5 separate regions of the Mus musculus genome follow, and all the other regions are linked to region 2. A link is a contact called in public HiChIP or PLAC-seq data. All regions are on one chromosome and are shown on one strand. The core of a region is the stretch at or near the end of the contact, and the rest is flanking DNA. Distances in the headings are between cores, read along the strand shown.

Region 1 (2,700 bases), core at 126-2,625, 200 kb before region 2:
GTTATATCAATGAATTTAATAATCTTTCAGATGCAAAACTTGAGTAGAATTTCAATGCTAAGATGATATAAGAACGTAGATCCTGTACAGAATTCTTGGAAAGAGAGGTAACTCTTGAGCAAATATAATTTTTGCTTAGTTCTGAGTCCTTTCTTAGAGACACTCATTACAGTGAAGATATTGATAGTGTGAATGGTTCTGACTTACTGACTTACCAGTTACTAAAAACTGGTCCCTATCTTGACCACCCTAGCATAGGAAATACCCCTGTAGCTCCCTTTTATCCCTGTCGGTGTGTACACCCTTTTGTTTGCTGTTCCCTGGGCCTGCTGAGTGCTTCTCAGGACTGATTAGGCTGCACCCCCTACCCCTAGTATCTCCCTTTTAGAGTATTTCAAGGTCTTCAGGTTTGCTCCCAGGAAGAGGTACCCATTCCATCCCAGAGACTTTCCTCTAAGAGGGTTCCTCCAACTTTACTTTTCCTTTTAGGGAGTAATCTTATTGAATATCTCATGTATTCTCATAGATATCATGTCTTATTTTTACATGTTGCATACATTTTAAATGACATTATATATTTGTAAGGGGACCCAAGAGTACTTTAGAGAAAAGTGCTGAAGAGGACATAAGGGAACGGATATGAGGAGGCTATGTCAAACATTCCTCCTTAACCCTGAAGTCCTGCTACATGCTAAAAGTCTCACTTTCAGCCTTGGCAGGACAGGGTACACCTGTCTTGTTTCCTGTGTGAGACTTTTACTGCTGTGCTGCTTATAGAACTATCTTCTGGTATTTTGTCTTATCCAAATCATTTTAGTTTTTCTGTGGCATTGTTTTTTTTTTTTTCCTGAGGACTCAAAATAGAGTTTTGAACATGCAGAGGTGGATGGCGGAATACCAATGCACGTTAAAACAAACGAACAAACAAACACCTTAAAAAAGATAGAAGTTGTGCTTATAAATGAAAATATCGAACTATAAAGCTAGCGCATATATAATTATGATTCACTCTCAAAACAAGTGTGCCTGCAAAGAAAAGCTCGGATTCGAATAGAATCCGAATTCAGAACCAGCTTTTAGCTATTGCGCGCCCCCTCCACAGTCCCCTTTGGGGGAAAGGCCAGCAACCACGCGGGGTTTTCTCGGCGCATTCTGTTTTAAGAGGTCTGGAAGCAGAAAGCTAAAAGTCCATTAAAAGGCCACGTGGCCAGCTTTGTGAAAACCGGGTAGCAGTGAGGCGGCCAGCTTGTCTTCAGCCAAAATGGCGGTGCTCGGACTGCGCGCTCGCACGGGATGGGGAAGGGCGTCGGGGACGCGGCCGGGCGCGGGCGCGGCCTCCCGGCGGCTGCGCGCCTGCGCGAGGGCCGGCTGCCGGCGAGCACGCGCGCGGCGGAGGCGGGCTCAGCAGAGTGCGGAGCTGCAACCTGGGAGCCGGACGTGTCCGCGAAGATGGCGGGCCGGGTGAGTGGCGGCCGGGCAGCCCGGGCTCGCAGCGGATCGCCCGAGGTCGCGACTGCTGCGAGGTCCACGAGGGCTCCGGGGAAGGGGCGCGAGGCTGAGCACCCAGGAACGCTGAAGGAAGGGAGGTCAGAGCAACGCTGGAGGCGAGACAGTGTAGCTGCGGCAGGGGATTAGCTCTGCTCAGAAACTCTGTCCTCCCCGAGGGTTGTCTCTTCGTCCCCCGGGTCTCCAGTGCTTCCCTTGTCATCCCCTGGGGCTCGTTTCTCTCGTCCTTCAAGCATCTTGAGGGTAGTGGCCACTGGAGCCCCCCTCTGACGAGCGCTGTGTGCCCTCCACACTCCTCCGAGGGTTTCTGAGGTGGCACTGCCGGATAACCGCGGGGTGTAGTCTGCTGCAGTCAGGGCGAGGGTGTGGGAACCCATTTCTAGTTCTTCCTAAATGAATGTTATGAAAAGAGGAGGGGAGGTCTGCAAATTACTTTTACGGCTAACCTTAGACCATCTCCTGGGGAGAAACATATCAGCTGTGAAGCAGCAATGTCTTTCGTGCAGATGGACTTGGGGTGTCACGTTTTGTTTTTCTAAATGACAGTCGATTCGAATGCAGCAGGCTGTGTTGTAGTCTCAGGGATTTACATTTTACTTCCCCATTAAGCTCGTAGGACGGCGGGGTAGGATTGGGGTTGGCGAGGAGAGATGGGGCCAGGTCACTGCTGTTATTGCAGTAGGCATCAGAGCTAATATCGCTGATGGATGGATCCTGCCCAGAGATTGCCCTGTTCGAAACCTGGGGACATTAACTGCGTCATTACAGACTAACGTTGTGCTTGACTGATTCACTTACACCTGAATATTTGAATAAGTTTGCATACATGTATGCATATATGTAAATGTCCTGTCTAAAGAGAATTGTAGGTCATGAGATTCTAAAGTCCCAAAGAGACGGTAGAGGTCATCAGACTAGCTCCATCTTTTTCTCTTCCTTTTTTCATAATCCCCCTTTTATCTCAAGCTGACCCTTTTAACTATTTCAGGGTCTGTTTTTGCCTCCTCAGGAGCCCCTCTCCTGAATCATCAGCCCTTCTGGAATGCACTGGTCTCTTAAACCCTCCCTCTGCCCCCACAGACTTTTCCTCTAACCATTTTTTTTCCCCCAGTGGCAAAGTCTGGTGATTTTCTGTGTGTGTTGACTCTCATTTGCCTACCACCTGCTACCTCCTGGGCCCACCACAGTCGGACT
Region 2 (2,700 bases), core at 133-2,632:
CACGCAGCAATCCCTCATCCCCCAGCAGAGTAAACATCAGCCCACGGTGCTGGGCTCCTGCCTGCAGGCATAACAACCCACACCTCACTACCTCCTCTCTGACATCTCATCTACACAAAAATCTTGTCAGTTCTTTGTCATCCTCCCTGTTTCACGTCTGGAATTCGTAGTTCACGTGGTTGAATTCCAGGTCTCTGAAGCCTATGTTGGGCCTTGCAGCCTCAGTAAACAGGACCACCAGATTTGATAGGACCACAGAGCTGTGGTAGCAAAGGGTCATGTGGCTACTGAGTTGCTCCACAGTGAAACAGCTCAAAGAGGCTCACCACCATAGCCAAGTTTCCTCTGTTGCAACAGCTTGATGTCAGAACTGGCATAAATCTTCCTCGTTCCAGGCCGATATCCTCCACAAAGCCAAGGTCACTGTCACCCAATGTTCTAACTCCATGTCTAGTTTCTTTCTTTTCCTTCCTTCCTTCCTGCCTCTCTTTGACATTTTGCACCAAGATTTGACATTCATTAAAGCCAGATTGTGGCTTTTTGCTTGATTTGGCTCAGTGTTCAAGATGCCCAAAGGCGTTTGAAAGCTCATTTGGTTGTATGTCTCCTTCCTAGACTGATGTCACCCCTGCTTCGTTGTAAGAATTGGAGTCAAACTTTTTTTTTTCTTAAAGCAACAGGCAGCATTGAGGCCCAACACTAAGGAGATTCACGTTTTATATGATGGAGATCTGGCTTCTATGCATCTAGGGAGTCCGCTTCCTCCTGCTTCTGTGGCTCTGCCTCACTCCTCAGACAGTGTAAATTTTTGACCAGTAATAGTGTTGTCGTCATACGAGAGCCCTTTACACCTCCGCCGATGGCTGTCAGTTTCGTGTTTAAGAGCAGGTACCCTCTGTATGAGGTTCTATGTCTAAGAGTCCTCCTAGCCAATGGACATGAATGTCTCCCGCTGTTGGGGAAGGACTCTGCGCAGGACCTCTCTCTCAGCCTTCGGAATCCCTGAGCAAAGAAAGCTGAACTCGCTCTACAGAATAGTGACGACCACGAACTTTTGCTATACAGAGATCGCGCACCCGAGCATCTCTCCCGGGAGAGGCGGCATCTCTGAGGCAGCACCTCCTAGGTCCCCAGAACCCCAATCCTCTCCAGGGCCAGGGTCCCACACGGTCCGCCTTCTTTGCTGGAGTGGGCGCGGCTCCAGGTGAGCACTCACCTGAGAAGGGGAGGGGCCTGCTGCTGACCCCTCCCACAACAGGGCGGGCAGAGTTCGGCGGAGCCTATGGGGCGAGGGGCTCGCCGGCTGCGAGGCTCCCTCCCCGGGCCGCTCGCGCTCCGCCCTACCGGGTTTAAAGCCCCGCGGGCGGCTGGTGGCGGCGCTACGAGCGCCTAGTGGCGCGAGGAGATGCGAGAGTGCACCGGCCGCCTGCACCATGCGCCCCGCGCCCGCGCTGGCCCTGGCTGCGCTCTGCCTGCTGGTGCTGCCTGCCGCTGCCGCCGCCGCCGCCTACTTCGGGTCAGTGCCGGTCGCGTCCCCTCGCTCCGTATGCCCTGCCCCCGGCTCGGGTCCCTGCGAGGCCTCGAACTCAGCCCTTTGCTCAGGTGGACCCCGATCGCTTTGAGGGCGCATTTCCCTCCCAAATCTCCATCCCTCGCTCTCTGTGCTCAGACTTAATCTCCCTTTCTCGAGTCTACCAAGTCTAGGTCCCTTGCGCTTCCCGGTTCCTCTGCCGGGCGGCTGTCAGACTGCAGACTGGAGCTCGGCTTGCGCAGGGGATCCTGACCTGACACCCCTGATACGCCCTTGTCCGCGCAGGTCCAAGCGTCGGTCCTGGGCTCTCATGTCCTCTTCAGATCTTTCTCGGTACCCTCTATGTCCCCATCCTGGACTCCGTCCAGCTACACTTTTTGCTTGCGATTTCAGTATCCTTTGCTTTCTCCCTGCAGAGCTGGGACCCGGACACCTGGCTGGGTAGAGGGATAGGTGGGTAGGGGTGGGGAGGAAGCTGAGAGTTTTGTTGATCCAAGGTTGTGGGAGATCCTGGGACCGCGGGGCACATTAGTTAGATGCTTAAAGAACTGTACGGTGAGGAAGTGCGACCAAATTAAACCCCAGAGGATAGGGTTTATGGGAAAGAGAGGGAGAGAGGCCCATCTGGGGGTGTCCATGGTTAGAAAAATAACAATAGCTTCTGGTGTGATACCTGGAGAGTGAGTCTCAAGGGAAATAATTGAGGGAAGCAAAATGGCATTTGTCTGCAAATGTCTTCACTGACTCTGGATTGAAGATACTTGGTGAGGGTTGGGCGTGGCGGTGATGGTAGGGATCATGGATTTTAAAAATCACCTCAACCCAAAGCAGGCTCCAAATGCTTAACTTTAAACATTGCCTTTTTCTTCCAGTTACATCCCTAGTCAGGCAAGGCTCACAATCCAAGCACAGCAGAGGCTGATCTCAGGAAACCACCATAGGGTGTGAGGGTCCAGGGGCAACCTCACCGGCTTGAATAAGGGATGTAGGCTAATTTCCAGGTCATGACCTCTGGCTAAAATGTACCTGAGTTATAAGCAGCAACCTCCCCAGAAGTATATGGGGAGGGATGGTCAGTCTCAGTCCTAGTGGAGGTCCCTGCTGATGATCTGGGAGGACCATTCAGTTCCTGGGGACTCAGTATCTCCGTTTGACCCGCGCCCAGAACA
Region 3 (2,700 bases), core at 102-2,601, 140 kb before region 2:
ACTCCTCATTTTTCCAATATCACCTCAGCAAAATCAGTCTTTCTTGGGTAGATGCCAAAGATGTTTCCTGCATTTCACTGATCCGTTAGGGTAGAGTCCTTCCGGCTTTCCATGCAGGTAGGGACTGCTCTTTGCACGTCTCGTGTCCTTAACACCTCCCGCTGTGCTTCATCCCAGCAGGAGCTTAGTACAGGTTTGGGCTGAGTGGAATCAGTTGTTATGATTCACTGAAAATTAGAGGCCGGTGCTGATTTACTAAGTCAGGAAAGACTATAATAATAGTAATAGCAAGCTCTCACTTCCACTGCTTAGTCATATAACCGAGTCTTTATGGAGCTGGATTGTGGAGTCTTCTTGTCAGTGTGTATTTCTTTGATATGCTAGAAAGGATTCTCGCCCCGATACCGGCTTGAAGCCGCTAAGACACCCTGTCGCTGTTTCTCCGACTGTATTGTCATTTCAAAGATAATATATGATGCGTCTCATAAGTGCACACGTCAGCTTTTTCTCTTAATTTTCATGGCAATATTTTGTGAACTATTTATAAGATGTGAGTTAGTTTAATTCAAACCACATTAAACTAAGCATCTTTCACTTACAAAAGCAGAATTGCAAAGTTCAGATTCTACTATTCATGAGCAGTTTGTTTTGATAATCAGGAAAGGCTTAGACACTGCAAATAGTCTGGCACACACACACAATCTTTTACAGATTTAAATTAGTTCAGTAGTGAGACCCATAAATTAAAGGGTTCAAGTAATTTTGAAAAATAGATTCTCCTCCCTCAGACTCTGATTTGTGGAGAAAAGAAATCTAGAATTTACCTGTTTGCCCCACCCCCACCCCCCACTTCTTTTTTGAGTGCATGCTATGCTATGTTTGGGCTAAACATTCTGCTGGGGCAGTTGTGATTCAAGATCAATAAAACAGTATTTCCCCTTAAACAGCACGTCACCTCAGAGAGAAGGTAGGTAAACAAATGACTGAAATATAAACCTCTGAGATGAGAAGGGGAGCCTGCTCCTCTTGAGAGCCATGGGTGAGGTTAGGGATGGAGGAGCCAGCCAGCCACTGTGGCTGGTGAAGCAGAGAGCTGCCGGGAGGTCACAGCCGATAGATAATCTCTTCTTTAAATCTGTGGAGTGGGAATCTAGGTCACCTGCGAGAGTTAGAGGCATGAGGTAGCTCTTGAGAAGAACTGAGTATTTCAATAATTCATAAGGAGAATTAGAAAAGAGATAACAAAGGCGAGAAAGAGAGGCGTGTGAGAGCATGAGAGTAAAGCAAAGCCCCACGCTCGCTCCTTTGCGAGCGAGCTGAAATTGGATAGTGTGGGGGAGGAGGCGCCGTCAGTCAGCACACTGCTGTAATTTGCTCCAGCTCTGCTCTATGGCCATATTGTGCTCAGGGCTCACAGGCCAGGGATAACAGAAGACTTGAAGAGCCTTTCCAAGAAAGTGGGACCTAGCCGGGGAGGGGTCTCCTTAAGAGGAGATTGATAAACTTGGAGAGAGTCTAGCTGAGATGAGGATAGGCCTTGACTCTGGGTCCTCTGCAAACCTTGCTGCTCTGCTCTTGCTCCTCCTCCTCTTCCTCCTCCTGCGCTTCATGTTTATTTATCTTTATTTTTATGCTTATGAGGGTTTTGCCTACATGTATGTAGGTGGGGGTACCATGTGCATGCCTGAAGAGGGCATTGAATCCCCTGGAACTGGAGTTACAGACCGTTGTGAGCTGCCATGAGGGCACAGGCATCTGAACCCAGATCCTCTAGAGGAGAAGCCAGTGCTGTTAACCACTGAGCCCCTCACTCGGCTTCTTGCACTTCAGTCGGCTGCATATGGTCAAATGGTAACTGCTGGCTTGGAGAGGAAGATTAAGAGTAAGGTTCCAAAGCCTGGTTGTCCTGAAGACTTGGATATGGGCTGTGATTGGTGGAACTAACCTCCAGGAGAAGAGCCAGCCTTACCCATAATGCAGTATAAGCCTTCTGCTCGAGGGCTGGGCCAAAGGTCAAAGACATTATACTGCCTATGGTTCCTGGGCAGAGCTTTACTCTGTGATGAAAAAGGATGCCTTTATGAGTTTCACTGAAGTTCTCTTTCTGCCTACAAGCTTAACCAGGAGTGCAGATCTCATTGTTTTCCAGAATTTTTAACGCGTCTTTTCTCGACATAACGATGCTACCTTTGGATGTCACTGGCAACCCAGAAGCTCTTCCTCTTCCTCTTCCTCAGAGTCTTGCTTCTGGCAGGGGTAGTCGTGTCGTGTGATTTCTTCACTTGTCGTCAGTGGTACCACTGTACTTCCCCCCTACAGAGAGAATCTTTAAGACTCTAATTTCAGATAAGGACAAGTCGTTTTCTCAAGAGCACCCTGTGTGTTGCACTTCCAGTTTCTTCACCTGCAGCTACGAGAGTAACACTGAAGTCTAGTACTTAGTCACTGCATAGAGTGCTGCGTCAGTGTAGCGTAAAGAAGACCACACTCAACAGAAACCATGGACTATAGCAGTGACATGGCGAAGGTCAGTGTCCCCAGAAGAGTGAAGAAAAGTCACAGGTCATCTTCATCTTAAGAAATGGAACAAACAGTCCTATAGAGTAGCCCAGAGACACTCTGGGGAGCCCAGATCATCAGTCTTGCTAATTTGGCTTGTTAGTGGCAAGTAATTGAAAACTATTTTTGAAACTTCATTTC
Region 4 (2,700 bases), core at 73-2,572, 140 kb after region 2:
TACTTTGAAATTTCTCAGTTTTGTCCAGAGCTCATTCTTGTTCTTAGCTTTCTATATTTTACATTCATTGTGTGCACTACTCAGGGCTAAGAAGTATGGGAGCTATATATGTATGAAGTTTTTCTCTGGAATGTGAATTACTAGACAAGGAAAGGGGGAATATTATGTTAAATCTTAACCTTTGTCCCAAAGTGTTTTTTTAAATAAAGTAAAAATAGGGATTACAGCATAAGTAAAGGCATAGCTACAAGAATAAGGATTTAGTGGAATCACTTACCAGCAAAGAGAAAGCAATGAGACATATTATGAAATACTTTGAATATCAACTCTAGTGGTTTGAAAGTCACAGTATGCTATAGAGAACCATAGAACATTTCCAAGAACTACTGAAAAACTATTAAATGGAGGGCAGAACCTTGCTATGTAGTATAGGTTGGTCCTGACTTCATGATCATCCCGCCTCAGCCCCTTAAATAACAAATATAGGCATGTGTCATAACACTCAGATATAGGATTATTTTAGCACCCATGTGTTGAGTGATCCAGGGGAAAAGCTTAATTCTCGATGACCATGTAGAAGGATCTAGCAAAATTTAGGAATAAAGTGAGGGAGAACTGAGCCACTGTGGCCATTTGGTAGTGGGAAGGAAACCCTGAATCTCCACAGAGTAGGAGAGGAGAGGATTTAGTGACTGATTAAAGAGTTGAGAACTGATGCTGCCTTTAGTCCCAGCACTCAGGAGGCAGAGGTGGTAGATCTCTGTGAGTTCAAGGTCAGTCTGGTCTACAGAGCGAGTTCCACACCAGTCAGGGCTTATAGGTGAGAGCTCATTTCAAAATAATAAAAAAAATGAGCCCACAGTTTGCCTTGATGAAGATGAGGAAGACAGTTTAACAGATGGACTCAGCAGTCAGGAATGAGAGCAGCATGGGGGTTGAGTTCAGTTGTAGGCATTTCCTTTATTGGTGAACATAAAATTAGCTTAGGTGAGAGGAGATGTTCACTATCAAGTGAAAAGATTTTTTTCTTCTCTAACATAAAAAAATATGTTCAAACTGAGCAAGAAAGTCTTCACTGAAGTAAGAACATACGAAGGGTAAATACTCAAAGTGAGTCAAAGAACAAAGAAACTGAACATAACTAAATTTAATAGCTTCTTTTAAGCATGTGGCACTCATGTATAGATTCTCATTTTTGAAATGTCATGGAAGCCTTTTTGGTGACATGTGCCTATAATCTTAGCACTAGGGAAAAATGAGAATCACAAGCTCAAGGCCAGCCTAGACTGTACTGGTAAGATACTTTCTCAGGATGACAAAAGGGCTAGGAATACAGCTTAGTGGTAGATTGCTTGACTAGCACACACAATGCCCTCCATCCCATTATTAGGGCTGGAAATGGGGTGGGGGGAGTGGGACACCTGGGTAGATCACTCAGTTGTTAACATGTCCAAATTGCAAGTATGGGGATTACAGTTCAGATCCTCAGAATCTCATGTAAATGACAGGTTAGTGTTGACAGTCTACCTTACAGCTTGAAAGCTAGATACTACCGGAACAATCTGGCTGACACATGTACTATATCGGCAAGAGTCTAGGTTTGATTGAGAGACCCTGTCTCAGTAAAGTAGAAGAGTGAGTGTGGATAACCATTAACGTCAAACTTGGGCTTCTGCATGCACACATGCAAAATGGAAACAAAACATACAAGGTTTATAAGATAATTTATACACTTCACTCCATAGACCTTGTCACTCTTCTTCTGTGCCCTACCATCCATAACATAAATCCCACTTGGATTTTGGGGTGCAAAATGCAATTTCATTTGTGTTTTTCACAGATGAGCTAAAACTCCTTTCACAGTGATTTTGTGTCTTTTCCTTACGTGGCACGTCTGAGAACTATTTCCACACCAGTACATTTCTTTCACTAGTTATAATTTTTTCATCTTTCTAACACCTACACAGGCTTCAACAGACAGCCCTTAAGCAAAGTTTTGGTATTACTAATATGGTTTCTTAGTAGTTAATAGTGATTAAAAATTTGCCTATTTTAATGACCATATTAAATTTTAAATCACATATATTTTTATGGGCTTAAAGAAGGAATTCATTTAGACACAGTAAAAATACTTAGTAATTAACTCTCCTTTTTAACCAAAAGGTGGGTCAGATTAGAAGTTGACCTTTTGAGGAAGTATCTCACCAGTAGTCAGGCGTTCTTAACTGTGCTTCCTCAGAGACTGATAGATTCAGGAATCATAAAGTTGGTGGCGTCCCTCATTCTGCATCGAGCACTTCCATGAAGGTGTTAGGATTTTTACTGATTCTGTTTATTCTTTTCCTATTATTCAATTATATCAACTGTTTCTCCACAGAAATTTCAAAGGAAATGATATTTCTTTCATTGACAAAAATGTATGGAAGGTATACCGTTGGACTGAGAAATTGTGAGTAGTGTGTGTGTGTGCATAGATATATTCTCTCCAAATATTATGCAAAATAGTGCACTAAGGCCTTTTTTTGGTCCAGATTTTGAGGTGACTATGTCTGAGGAAAGACATTTCCTCTGCGCAACCCAGTAAATTTCTGATAGCTCAACATGGAAGGTTTAGGGTAGAGAGAGGGAGTTCTAATCTCACTAAATAAAGAAATTGGTATTGATTGCATTTTCCTGGTAAGTTGCATGAGGACTGGGGTG
Region 5 (2,700 bases), core at 122-2,621, 190 kb before region 2:
GTAGGCCAGCCTGGGCTGCTTGAAACTATCTCAAAAAAAAAAAAAAAAAAAACCATAAAACAAACCAAAACCAACCAACCAACCACACACACACACACACACACAACCAACCAACCAACCAAAAACCAAAACCAAAACAACCCCCTTTTTCTTGTTTTTGTTTTTGTTTTTCGAGACAGGGTTTCTCTGTATAGCCCTGGCTGTCCTGGAACTCACTCTGTAGACCAGACTGGCCTCGAACTCAGAACTCAGAAATCCTCCTGCCTCTGCCTCCCAAGTGCTGGGATTACAGGCATGCGCTGCAAGTATCATCGGAGTTTATAGTGTAGGAGGTTCTGTGGTCTTGCAGGTGACCATTTATGGTAACATTTCTATGTTGCTCTGGACCAATCGTATCTACTGGAACCATCTGCAGTGGTAGAGATCAGGCACTTGTGATATTTGAAATGTGGATAGTGATACTCCAAAATGAAATTCTAAGTTTTCATTAATGCTACTAGTCCTAGGTCTGGGAGTTACTTTGTTGCAAAGTGAAGGTTTCTTTTCTCTTCCTCAGAGATGGTCATTTAAAACAGCCATGAACACTTGTGGCCATTCCTCTTCCTGCCTCAGCTTTCCCAATGCTGGGATTACAGATAGAAGTCATGGGCCATACGCCCCCTCCCCTCCCACACACCCTGCCCCACATGAAAGGGCAATTTTAAACCCTTAGTTCTTCAGAGTGATCCCCTAGGAGAAATATTTGAGTGGGGGCATGTCAGCTAGGCTGGACCTGGGGCAAGTTTCTGTGTATTCCTCTCTTTCCTGTGGGAATCTGCAAACCTCTGGAGAAATGGAGCCAAGGCCTGAGGCGAGAGGCCTGAGGAAGAGACAGCATGTTCTTCAGGGTTATAGTCAGGGTAGGAGGGAATGTCTGGTGATGAGCCCTTTCTAGTCTGCTAGCACACTCTGATTTTCTTTTCCCCTTTCCTTTTGGATAGGGTTTCTGGTGGTCCTGGCTGGTCTTTAGTCCCTTTGTAGCTGAGGGTCATCTTAACCTCCTGATCTTCGTGCCTCCACCCCTCAAGTGCTGGGATTACAGGAGCGTTCGTTACCACTCGCTGCCTCATATTGAATTTTTCTTTATTTGACCGTGCTGTTATTTGATTTAAAAGTTCACTCAAGTAATCTATTTTCTAAAGGAAACTTTTACATAAGACTGTGTTATTTAAATTGGCAAACTGAAATACTGTCCAGAAAATCCTGCTTAAAGCCTGCACTTTCCTCCCCCCACCCCTTTTTTCTTTTTGAAAAGAAGCAAATTCTCTGCCGTTTAAAGGCTCTGGAATGACCGATGTCATAATTACTTCCACTGGAGTTCCCTTTTGTTTGATAACCTTGACATTCTTTAAGAATTGCCAGTGGCCTATAGCCCACTACCCATACTGTTTGGCATTTTAAATTACAATGAAGACACTCCTATATCCTTAAGCAGTTATGTGTTCCAGTAACTTGAACAACTCACCTTAATAAAACAACCCATCACTGATTATAATTTCATGTTTAAAAGGCTATATGCCTGTAGTGTTTGGCTTGTATTTTTTTTTTTCCCTAGAGGCAAAGTCAGTTTTAGAAAAAAAAAAAAAGTATGGAATTTTTCCTTGGCATTTCTATGGTAAATAGACAACTTGACTATTTATAGGGACTTACACTTTGTTTTAAAATGAGATACCCTGCCTGGCTTACCACCAAAACACAGATGCTTCTGCCTTCTAATAGGGAGGCCCTTTCCTCGTAGCATCTGTTTAAATTGGCTGCCCAGATGATATCCACAGATTCCCACCCCCTTCCTATTAAAGGACATTGACAGGTAAACAGGTTTACAAATGAGGTTAACCTACCATTTTGTAAAGTTTCTATTGTGTTGGCTCTGTCATGGAAGTAATTTTGTTCCATTTATTGATTTATATTTTTCCAATATGTATATGTATGTGGTGTGCCTTTGTGGATGTATGTTTTTTGCATGTGTGTAGGTGCACATATTTGTGTACATACATGTCTTCTGTGTGTGTATATAAAGCAAGAGGATTATGTCAAGAATCACCCCTCGGGGCTGGAGAGATGGCTCAGTGGTTAAGAGCATTGACTGTTCTTCCGAAGGTCCGGAGTTCAAATCCCAGCAACCACATGGTAGCTCTCAACTATCTGCAATGAGATCTGATGCCCTCTTCTGGTGTGTCTGAAGACAGCTACAGTGTACTTACATGAAATAATAAATAAATCTTAAAAAAAAAAAAAAGAATCACCCCTCAATTACTCTTCATCCACTGAGATATCAGCTCTTGGCCAAACTCAGAGCTCCCATACATGGCTAGGTTCCTCATCCAGTTTGCTGTGTGGATCCCTTGTCCCTACCTTCAGAGCTATCTTCCTAGCCCCAAGTTGTGTAGTGATTAAGTCATCTGAATCTAATTCTGTGATATCCTAAATGACCTTGAAGGGATACTGCCTTGGACACTTGTCCTTTGGGTGGTTTGAATTGGGTTTGTAATCTACGATTAACCAGCACTCACTGTACCAGGCCCAGGAGTAGTCCTCCGGAAGTATGGACATGAGCAAAATCTAGTCTCCAACCTTAAGAATTATCCTAGGTATGATTCAAGTGTGTAGGCAGACAGTGAAGGTCATCTTCAGGGCTTCCATGCATGTCTTCTCAGTTCT

What was found. HiChIP or PLAC-seq counts read pairs in DNA pulled down with a chosen protein or histone mark.
Region 1: an H3K4me3 HiChIP or PLAC-seq map of embryonic stem cells shows a contact between it and region 2, with 16 read pairs. The contact joins the promoter of Nsf here to the promoter of Wnt9b in region 2. A contact is called at or near these places in 14 of 39 promoter capture datasets (the 3T3-L1 cell line, the C10 cell line, cranial neural crest and 8 more), 10 of 115 datasets of contacts at active chromatin or transcription factors (acute myeloid leukemia, embryonic basal ganglia, embryonic midbrain and 4 more) and 4 of 9 other capture datasets (adipose tissue, embryonic stem cells, liver and 1 more).
Region 3: an H3K4me3 HiChIP or PLAC-seq map of forebrain shows a contact between it and region 2, with 2.4 times the contacts expected there. The contact joins the enhancer-like site here to the promoter of Wnt9b in region 2. A contact is called at or near these places in 4 of 39 promoter capture datasets (the HPC-7 cell line, cranial neural crest, embryonic stem cells and 1 more), 10 of 115 datasets of contacts at active chromatin or transcription factors (embryonic basal ganglia, embryonic forebrain, embryonic hindbrain and 4 more) and 3 of 9 other capture datasets (adipose tissue, liver and pancreatic islet).
Region 4: a contact with region 2 is called in an H3K4me3 HiChIP or PLAC-seq map of embryonic stem cells, with 2.7 times the contacts expected there. The contact joins the enhancer-like site here to the promoter of Wnt9b in region 2. A contact is called at or near these places in 2 of 39 promoter capture datasets (the 3T3-L1 cell line and hippocampal neurons), 1 of 484 Hi-C or Micro-C datasets (nephron progenitors), 6 of 115 datasets of contacts at active chromatin or transcription factors (all in embryonic stem cells) and 3 of 9 other capture datasets (adipose tissue, liver and pancreatic islet).
Region 5: an H3K27ac HiChIP or PLAC-seq map of embryonic stem cells shows a contact between it and region 2, with 7 read pairs. The contact joins the enhancer-like site here to the promoter of Wnt9b in region 2. A contact is called at or near these places in 4 of 39 promoter capture datasets (the HPC-7 cell line, cranial neural crest, maxillary cranial neural crest and 1 more), 1 of 484 Hi-C or Micro-C datasets (embryonic stem cells), 9 of 115 datasets of contacts at active chromatin or transcription factors (embryonic basal ganglia, embryonic forebrain, embryonic hindbrain and 5 more) and 3 of 9 other capture datasets (adipose tissue, liver and pancreatic islet).

What each region holds. Positions count from the first base shown.
Region 1 is chr11:103,952,731-103,955,430 of GRCm38.p6, reverse strand. It overlaps Nsf (N-ethylmaleimide sensitive fusion protein), which reads left to right and starts at 1,375. Exons shown (of 21, transcript NM_008740.4): 1 at 1,375-1,461. The coding sequence starts at 1,450.
Region 2 is chr11:103,748,503-103,751,202 of GRCm38.p6, reverse strand. Wnt9b (wingless-type MMTV integration site family, member 9B) reads left to right here and starts at 1,382. Exons shown (of 4, transcript NM_011719.4): 1 at 1,382-1,516. The coding sequence starts at 1,434.
Region 3 is chr11:103,883,557-103,886,256 of GRCm38.p6, reverse strand. The region is part of intron 8 of Nsf (N-ethylmaleimide sensitive fusion protein); the gene reads left to right. Among named protein-coding and RNA genes, the nearest start is that of Gm35311, 26 kb to the right of the region's middle. Within about 2 kb of position 1,351, at least 88 of the 459 cell types and tissues checked have an H3K27ac peak or open chromatin away from gene starts, as enhancers often do. A contact at or near this core is called in forebrain, where this site is marked.
Region 4 is chr11:103,609,668-103,612,367 of GRCm38.p6, reverse strand. It overlaps Gm884 (predicted gene 884), which reads left to right. Exons shown (of 14, transcript NM_001033434.2): 2 at 2,378-2,449. Among named protein-coding and RNA genes, the nearest start is that of Gm884, 3.7 kb to the left of the region's middle. Within about 2 kb of position 1,322, at least 3 of the 459 cell types and tissues checked have an H3K27ac peak or open chromatin away from gene starts, as enhancers often do. A contact at or near this core is called in embryonic stem cells, where this site is marked.
Region 5 is chr11:103,934,607-103,937,306 of GRCm38.p6, reverse strand. The region is part of intron 1 of Nsf (N-ethylmaleimide sensitive fusion protein); the gene reads left to right. Among named protein-coding and RNA genes, the nearest start is that of Nsf, 18 kb to the left of the region's middle. Within about 2 kb of position 1,371, at least 9 of the 459 cell types and tissues checked have an H3K27ac peak or open chromatin away from gene starts, as enhancers often do. A contact at or near this core is called in embryonic stem cells, where this site is marked.